Linked DNA regions of Mus musculus: region 1 is linked to region 2. The links are chromatin contacts, called in public Hi-C maps. All regions are on one chromosome and are shown on one strand. The core of a region is the stretch at or near the end of the contact, and the rest is flanking DNA. Distances in the headings are between cores, read along the strand shown. Region 1 overlaps Phactr3 (phosphatase and actin regulator 3). Region 2 overlaps Phactr3 (phosphatase and actin regulator 3).

The links. Hi-C and Micro-C count contacts between places; a contact is called where the count stands out from the background.
Region 1: a Hi-C map of cortical neurons shows a contact between it and region 2, with 2.2 times the contacts expected there. The contact joins two enhancer-like sites. A contact is called at or near these places in 44 of 484 Hi-C or Micro-C datasets (the BV-2 cell line, the CH12 cell line, LSK cells and 25 more), 18 of 115 datasets of contacts at active chromatin or transcription factors (PVALB interneurons, VIP interneurons, astrocytes and 12 more) and 4 of 9 other capture datasets (adipose tissue, embryonic stem cells, liver and 1 more).

Annotation. Positions count from the first base shown.
Region 1 is chr2:178,263,841-178,268,602 of GRCm38.p6, reverse strand. The region is part of intron 3 of Phactr3 (phosphatase and actin regulator 3); the gene reads right to left. Among named protein-coding and RNA genes, the nearest start is that of Phactr3, 120 kb to the right of the region's middle. Within about 2 kb of position 2,937, at least 41 of the 459 cell types and tissues checked have an H3K27ac peak or open chromatin away from gene starts, as enhancers often do. A contact at or near this core is called in VIP interneurons, brain, cerebellar granule neurons and 3 more, where this site is marked.
Region 2 is chr2:178,151,677-178,156,050 of GRCm38.p6, reverse strand. All of the region lies in intron 1 of Phactr3 (phosphatase and actin regulator 3), which reads right to left. Among named protein-coding and RNA genes, the nearest start is that of Phactr3, 12 kb to the right of the region's middle. Within about 2 kb of position 1,345, at least 33 of the 459 cell types and tissues checked have an H3K27ac peak or open chromatin away from gene starts, as enhancers often do. A contact at or near this core is called in VIP interneurons, brain, cerebellar granule neurons and 3 more, where this site is marked.

The sequences.
Region 1 (4,762 bases), core at 1,688-4,187, 110 kb before region 2:
ATGAGGGACTTGCAGCCTTTCATGAGGCTTCAGGAAAGCCCAGACCCTTCTCCTGAGGCTCAGCTGCTGAGGCATCTGAGGGTCGGTGCCTGACTTGTTGCTCTTAGGAGAGCCCAACCTTTTGAGGGCCAGAATTGAAACAGGGACCCTAACACAATTGGACCTATAGGAGTAAACATTTCCTAGGAAACCAGGCTGGGAGGGAAAGGCCAAAGCCATGGTAGCAGACAGGTTCACTTCCCAGGGAGGAGAGAACCTTGTTTTGGTGGTTTATCTCACAGGTAAGTCACCTCATGCGTGGTTCCTGCCTCCATTTCATCTTTCCTATAAAATTATGGCACAGATACAGGAATAGCAGAGAGGATGAAAAACTTCCTGCCTCCCAGTTTGGGCCAAACTATAAGGCTGAAACGTACCTGACAGCTTGGGCTGACCAGCCAGCCTTTCCTCCCCTGTGCTGGGCTCAAGGGATGGCAGCCACGCCTAGCTCTTTACCAACTGAGCTATCTCCTCACCTAAATATACCAGTCTCCCTTTGCCAATATCTGTCACCTAATTTCTTCTGGAATACAGGGAAGCCGAGGCAGTAGGTTCTTGGGCCCCTCGTGCCTAGTAACAAAATCACTTCTCAGCCACATAGCTAGCTCCAGGGAAGCTGATCAGAATGTCCCTTCTGAGATGCCGAGTCCGCTCTGATGGAGGGCACTCACACGTTCTCCCACATGAAGCTCTTGGTCCCTGACTTACGGAGACAGGATAGAGTGTGCAGTGTGGTCTGCAGAGATTTCTTAGCCCTGGACACACAGGGTGCTGTCCTGGCTGTAGCCTCCCATGTGCTTCTCCACAGGAGTAGAAGATCAATTATTTAAAGGTCAAAACCCCCTTTTGCTAGCCAATCTAGCCACCCACCTACTGCACTGGGGTCCCCAAGACTGTTCACTTGATCCCCATACCGGGACAGAAGCTCACCATGTTTCTAACACACATCCCACTGCTACCTATCAGAACCTTAGTTTTCTTGTCTACAATGTGGGACTAGTGTTACTGCAGGCTTTCTTGCCTTTCTGTAGTAAGAAATATGCTGTACTCTAAGGTAAGTGAGCTGCAGGTGCCAGGTCTCCTTGCTGCCGGTGTGGTTTGTGAAGAGAAAGCCAAACAACTGGCCTCATCCTTATGTCAACAGTAGCCTCAAGACAGCACTGTTCTCTCTCCCTGAGGGTTCTTGTAGGCCCAGGACCAAGCCCAGGCTTCCTGCCTGATCTACCGCTTTCTGTCATCTCTCAGAAGATCTGAAATTGACTTCTTGCTCACGATCTCCCATCAAGGTACTTCCACCTCCATAGGGGAATTGCTGAAAGGCTAGTCTCACCAGAGGTCTCAATATCTATGCCTGGGGTGAGCTCCTCTTTGGGCCACAACCCCTGCCCTGAAGTTCTGGCAAGTCTAGTTGCCTCTTCTAGAGGCAGACCCAGCAACATAAATTCCAGAGTGACAATACCCTGCTGGTCCACACAGTACATACACTGCTGGTCTACACGGTGACCACACACTGCTGGTCCACACAGTATCACACACTGCTGGGCCAGACAGTATCACACACTGCTGGTCTACACAGTACCACACACTGCTGGTCTACACAGTGACTATGCACTGCCATCACACAGTGACCAAGCACTGCTGAACACATGGCCTGCTCTTTCCGGTGGCTTTACAGAACCCCAGGACCAAAGGGAAGCGGGCTCTGGACCACATTCGGCTTCTGGCTCTCACTGTCAAGCTATCCTTGGGCCAGAGACAAACCCAGAACAGCCAAGGACATAGAATCAGATGTCACCAAGCTCAAGACTGTGTTTTTAGTTCCCTGTGACTGGCTTGCTGGTTATTGACACACCTCTGTGACAGTCGCTGTTGCCAGGTTCCCTCAGGCAGTGTGAAAATGTCACTACCCTTGAGAGATCACATGACATGATGCTGATCACCATGAAGGGGGCATCATGAGGCTCTCTGGAATCTGAACACTGATTAAGTCCGACTAGTTTCTATGTGGTAACAAGGCAGGATGCAGTGTGTGTGCTCCTGTGTATGTATGTGTGCATAAACGTGTATATATGTACAGACATCCCACAGAGTGCCCATGTGCTGTCACTGCAGCTACTCAGTGAGACAGTTGTACAGACAGACAGGAGGGCCAGATCTGTAGTCACTATCCAATCAGGACTGGAGATTTGAAAGAGACACTCTTGTCCCTCCATTTGGCTGACAATGCTCCCTAAGGAATAAGAATTCCCCCAAGAATCACATACTGGGAGGAGGAGATGGCTGAAGTCTGTGCCAGCTGCAGGGGCAGCAGCTTGTTAGACCACCTTGCTGGAGAGAGAATAATGGCCGTTGCAGCCACACCCTGATGGCTTTGCTGTACACCTCCTGCCTTTTGTTTAAACCTAAATCTCACTTTAGGACTTGAGGACCCACTGGGCATTTCTGTTCTCCCCACTGAATAAACCTGGTTTTCTCTATTAACCTGTCTCTTTAATTAGCCTAACTGAGAACAGGTTGATGAACCTGACTTGTCAGAGATTCTGTTACCACCACCAGGGTGGGTGCTGCACCTGAGACAGGTGAACGTGAGGTGGATCCTGTCACTCCGAGCCCCTCACTGCCCTGTGGGGTGGGGACAGGGATAGCTGTTCACTGCTGAAGTGGACTCAAGCCTGAGAAAGGGCCCATGTCTGCTGTGATTTACAGCCATACCTCATCATCATCACTATAACAAAGCTGCCCCTGAAAGGCCCAGGGACCCCCAGTCCCATCTACCACTGCAGGACTGCATTGCCTGTATCAGTGCCTGCAGCTCGGCAGTCCAGTGGTCCTGTTCTGGGCTATGCACAGAGCTCCTGCCCAGAATCACACTCAGTAAGAAGCTACAGTTCCCAAAATAGTCCTGGTGGCAGGGCCTGTTGCTAAGAAACGCTGGGTGGAGCCAGGGCAGTGTGGAGGTGGGGCTCCTGCCCCTTCCTCTGTCACTGGGTCAGCTGCCTCCTCTGGCCAACCTTTGTCTCCATCATTGCTCATCTCCTCTCAGAGCTGCAGGGGGAAACACAGAGATGTGCATGCTTTATACATGAACTTCTATGAAAGGGACCTGACACAGACATGCACAGAAACACGCATATGCATGTTCACAGTGGGAGCACATGTGTGCATGCCAGGTAGTATGCATGCAAACACACAGAAACCAGGCAGACTTTTCCAGGGTTCCACTCCCCTGAAAGCCTCGTGATACCCATGTCGATGAGCACAGCACTAATGTAAGACGCATCTTATAAAACACCCAGTGCCATCAGGATAGGACAGTCCTTAGGTCATCGAAGAAAACATCAAGTCGATGGGTTGCAGAGTAAGGGAAGGAAGCCGTTCAAGGAATGAGTATTGTCAGCACTAGAAACGGGCAAGACCCTGTTCCTAATCAAGGAGGTGGGTTGGAGACAGTCCCAGACATCGGGGAGGCAGAGTGGGAAAAGGTCACCTCTCCTCATAGCAGCTGTCTGACAGTGCCACAAACAAGGTCCCAGCATACTACCAGCCCATGTAAGGGGTTACTATGCAGCCCAGCACACTAGCAGCATGGTGGAGATGTAAGGGACAAGGACCAGGGGACTCGTGATGTGCATTTGTTAACCTTGGTGCAGAGCTGACACTCCTGGCCACCTGCAGGATCTTTCCTACCAGCCATGTTCTGAGGCAAGCTCCAGGGAGCATGTGAGCACGTGTTCACTTGCAGTCACTTGCAGGCGTGAGCGTGAGGTGCACGACTTTCCGAGAAGACAGCAGGCAGATTTCATTGCTGGGCAGCGAGCTCTTGTGTCTACTAAGGCTTCTGGGCATGTCTGGGGACGTCCTGTCCATGGTCAGGTCTTCCCTCCCTCTCAGTACCTCCTGAACTGCCTGGCTATGAAGTTTGGCCTCAGTGAGACAGGCTCCATGAGGGCAGTCGACCACAAGGGGGCACCCACGGCTGCATATTGCTCCTACTCGCCTGGGAGAAGGCAGAGCTGAGCCAGAAGAATCCATAACCCACAGCCAGAAAAGCTGTCCCCACACACCTATTCCCACACCCACAGCCACCACGGGGAAAAGAGGAGGCGCTGTGATCTCCCAGTAGTCTGTCTCACACTGACCCCTGCAGGGCTCCTGAGCTCCTAATCTGGAAAGGTGCAGCAGTTTCCTGCTGCCATGAGAATCCTGGGGGACTTGCCATGCCAAGTCCAATCCAGGCAAAAAGGCCTCCTGTGCTCCTGGCCCCAAGGAACTTGGCTCCTTTGGAAGGGTCAGCACTTCACCCAGTGCTCTGCACCCAGCCTTTACATGTATTTCATGTTGTGTATTTAAAACAAAGCAAAAGACTCCGCCCCATGGGAGTCCTGGGGAAAAGGTGCCCTGCCTCCAAAGCTAAACCTGTGGTTCTTGTCCTTGCTGCCTGAGACACTTGGCTTTGCTCTCAGACAAGGACCAGTTCCCTGAACATCCCCAGGCCCTCTCCCTGGGACAGCCTGGCCATGTCCCTGTCAGCCCACCCCTGGCGCATGCATATGTGCAAGAGGGAAGAAGGGACATTTGCATCCAAGCCCCTTGTCTCCCTTGCTGCCCTTCAGCCCTTTGTCTTCTGGTCCCTTCCCTGAACCCCTGCATCCTGGGGCCTGGTACTCACTTCTCCTGGAGCTGCTAGTGACTCTGTCTCCAACATCCAGGACCAGGCACTTCC
Region 2 (4,374 bases), core at 96-2,595:
GGTCATGTCCTGTTAACACTCAGCAGAAGCCAGGCTAAGCAACTGGACAAGTGTCTCTTGCCCCACATAACTACCTCCCACCTTTCAAAGCCACTGTACTTAGCCTATGCCAGACTCAAGTCTCAGACACATAACGAGCTTTGTCCCTTTGGAAGGGCTCGTCTGATGGGGTTGGTCCAACTGAGGGTGATCACACTTTCTCAGGGTTAAATGTCCCCATGTCACACAGCCTAGGCACAGTAATATCACTGTTACTAGCCTCTTCACACACAGGTGGGGAACTATGCAGGACATAGGTCACTAAGAGTCTCTCCCTCCCTCCTGGCAGAGAAGCATAGGCAACACTCAGTGTGGCTCAGCTGACACTGTCCTAGCTCCACATCCCAAGAGGAGAACTTTATCCCAAACCCCCAAAGCTCACTGTGGCCTAGACAATCACTCCCAGGTCAGAACACACAGGCTCTCTCTTCCCATCAGCTTCTCCTCCTACCAAGCCCTAAAGAGACTGCTGCCTTTCGCGTGGGATTCATGTCCCACAGTGACCCCCATGTCCATGCTGGGCAAAGCCCTTGGCTTCACAACAGTGTGGCCAAATGCCACACAGATGCCCCAGGAGGCACACTGGCCTTCCTAAGAAGACCAGGGTCATGATTTTCTCACAGGCATGTCAGAAATTGAGTCAGACATTTTGCCCAGTGAGCTCAAGGCCATACCCTCCTTCCTCAGCGGTTCCCCCGAAACCCTTACTAGGGGAAGGTCTTAGAAATACGTGGCAGAATCAGTCTGCCAGCAGTGCACACACAGTACACACACTCCTCCTGTCAGTGCACACACAGTGTGCACATGTTCCTCTCTCTGATGTCCCATGCTCTCGCTTAGAGGATACCATCCCTTCCCCTGTCAGGCCTTCCCCTGTCAGGCTTTCCCCTGTCCTGGCTTCTCTCCCACCACCACACTGTGCATTACCCTTCCATACTCTCCAACTTGATACTCCAGTTATGTGTACACCCCAAGCTTTCTCCCCCAACAGGGCTTTTGGCCCAATATGTTTCTTCCCTTTCCTCCAACCTGCCTCTTGCCCTTGTTCAAGTGATTTTCCCAACCTTAGAATCTCCTCCAGCTTGCAGAGCATGCTGGCCCTTGCTGGCCCTGTGCCTTCCTTACATGGCAGCAGGGCAGTCCTCCCCCAGCTTGATGGTACAGCGAGCCACCTGTGCCAAGCCTGCCTGAGCCCACCCCCACTAGACCACTCACTGCAGGAAGGTGGGGCTATGGGTTTGCTCACTGCACATGCCCCATGCCTGCAGCATGCTGGGTACTGTAATTGGCTCACAGTGTGCTGAGAGGGAGGGAGAAGGACAGGGACCACACCTGCTGTGAGGCAAGCGGCACTGCTGCTCTCTGTATCTGTCTTTCTCTTCCTCACCGACTCTCAATGCTGAGAAGAGCTGCCGAGTCCCATCTCTAAGAAGCTCTGGCACCTGAAATGTCACCCGTGAAATGTCAGCAGAGCCCATGGAAGCTGAAGGAAACAAGCCCTCATCCTCCTGTCATAAGGTCACTGATTGGGATGAGGCCTCCAGCTCAAGCCCACAGAGACAGGAGAGTGGCAGAGAGGGAAAGACAAACGGTCAGAAGAAATCACACGTACTCCCCCAGGAGAACAGCTGCTCTGTGCACATCCTGCTGGAATAAACTGGGATCTGCTCATTTTTTAAAAGGCACACAGAGACTAATTACCCACAAATGTGCAGGCCTGTTTTAGCAAAGCACGTGAGCCTGAGGCTGAGCTCTGAGCTCTGAGCCCCTCTGCCAGTTTCACCAGCTCCAGGGATTTCCATCAGGGCCACACCGTTTAGCCTCAGGCCACCAAGAGGTTGGTGGCTTAACCTTTCAGATTTTCTTTTCCTTCCACGCTCTTGCTTTTCTTTGTCACCTGTGAACAGAGATAAGAATTGGCCATAGACAAAAGCCCCTGGCTGCACATTCGGTGTGGGTGCAGAGCATTGAGCAAGGTGTGCACGAGGTGGCTGAAGATGAAGCTTAGAGCAGCCCAAACCCATAGCTAAAGGATGCCAGAATATGATAGAAAGTGGGAGAGACCAAAGAAAATGTTAGAGATAATCGGACATCCACATCACTTGGAACAATTATCTAAAGGCCAGATTAGTCACATTAGCTTCCCAAGGTTGACAAAGAGGACACTGGCTTTTCCCATCCATCAGGGAGCTTGTCAGGCTAGGCCAAACCATCTAAAGTGTGGGACAGTATGTGTAGGTGGCCCTGTGATATGTGGGTAAACCTTACCAACTACTCCCCTCCCCATGGGGACCAGGTAGAGAAAGAAAGCAGAAATCCAGAGAGAGAAAACAGAAATTCTCTCTAAAGCTTCAACTTCATATGAAAACAGATCAGCTGTCGCAGGGACTCTGGGAAAGTAGGCCAGCAGAACACAAGAGGCCCGGCACACACGCCCCTTCCAGAGCCGACACCGACCTCAGAACCTGAGGGAGTCCTGGTGTATGGGGTCAGTCTCAGCCTAGAGCCCCAGCTGCCCTCTGAATCACCCTTTGACCTGGGTGTTCTGGTTCTCCTATGGAATGCCTTGAAGGAGGGCTCCCCTGTGCACCCTACTGCTCCAGGCTGTGCAAAGCAGAGTTGAAAATCCCTTGGGGGATTGGCAGCAGCGAGCCATCCCAGCGACCAGCAGGGCATCTGGAAGATGTGGACAAGCAGTGGATCACAGCTTTCCTCTGTCACACACTGAGGTACACAGGAGTCACCCCATGTCCTCGGTCGAAGCTCTTCCCTACAGACAAGAGAAGCTGCAGATGGCTCACAGAGGCCTGGCTATTCCTGGGTTCCAGGTACTATGCTCAATAAACAAACTGCCCTTCTAAGTAGTCCCTTCTCTAGGCAACCCTCACTGTGCACATAGGGAAACCGAGACTCAGAGAGGTCAGGTGGACCTGTCAAAGTCACACTGTGACCACAGTGGGCTGATAGGAGAACCCAGAAATTCTGACGCCAGAGTCCACGTTCCTGTCCGTGTCCTTCAGGGCCTGGCCAGCTGACTGCCTAACATCAGGTGCACCAAATCAGAAATGGCAGGAGACCACAAGATGGACCTGACTTCAGGAGGCCACAGAATGGGGAACCACTGGGGGGTGGGGTGGGGGGCTGTGGCAGCCCTGGCTAGACTTAAGAGTATATCCCTGTGACAATCAAAGGAGCACAGTGGAAAATTGTCCCTTGGCCTAAAGCTGGCCATGTGTCAACTCCAATAGAATCTACAGGAGAAAATGTTGACCCTGAAAGGCCGATGTGTTTAATTCCCACCCCTGCCCAAGACAGCATTAGCTGGGCTAGACCACAGGCTTGAGATATATAAGAGACACACAGGGAACAGCCACTGCTGAGCCCAATGGAGATCACCTGCCAACTAGCTTGCAGACACCCCAGGATGGAAGTGTGCTGCTGCAGGCCATGTGGGGGATTGGAAGGGGCACTAGGGTACTTCTGCAAGCCAGTAGCATTGCAGAAAAGGAGCAGAAACAATGTGTCTAGCACGTACCACATACATAGCTTGGATTTCCTCTATGGATACTCCAGTCAGACAGCTCTATAGGCGGTGTAGTCCTCTTCCTAGTCTCCATGCACATGGCTGTGTGTAAATATCAGCTGATCTGATAGAGAAATAACCATCAAAGGACCCCAGACCAGTGTGATAATAACTGATGGCAGAGACTGCATCATGCTGGTGCCTCCATTATCTCTACCTCGGGCAAGACCTTTAGGATCTTTCTATACTTCAATTATTGGCCACTATGGCATTAGGAATATTTTAAGACCATCTTCCTTTTTCACTAAAACATATCTGTTTCAAAAATTATCCAGTCCTCCCTGGGTATCCATGAGGATTGATCTAGGACCATAATCTAGCGAGATTCAAGTCCCTGACAACAAACGGCTGTTAGTCTGACTAGAGCCCATCTGCCTTCCTGGGTGCTTTAAGTCATCTCCAGATGAGTTACGATGACAAAAACACTGGAAATACTGTTAGTTGTTGCCGAACCAACACACACACACACACACACACACACACACACACACACACACACACACACAATATAAAGATGGCTCCATTGTAATTTTGAGCAAGCATGAGGACCCAAGTTCAGATCTACCCACATAAACAGACTATCTGAGCACATCCATCCACCTGTAGTCCTAGTACTGGGGAAGAGGGGGGAATCCCTGCTGCTCACCAGACAAACGATCCCTATCCCCATTCATACATAAAGCATAAGAGGATAATAAAGGCTGCAGGCAGGGCAGGCAGACCCTCAGAGCAGGAGCAGAGACCGTCCTGGG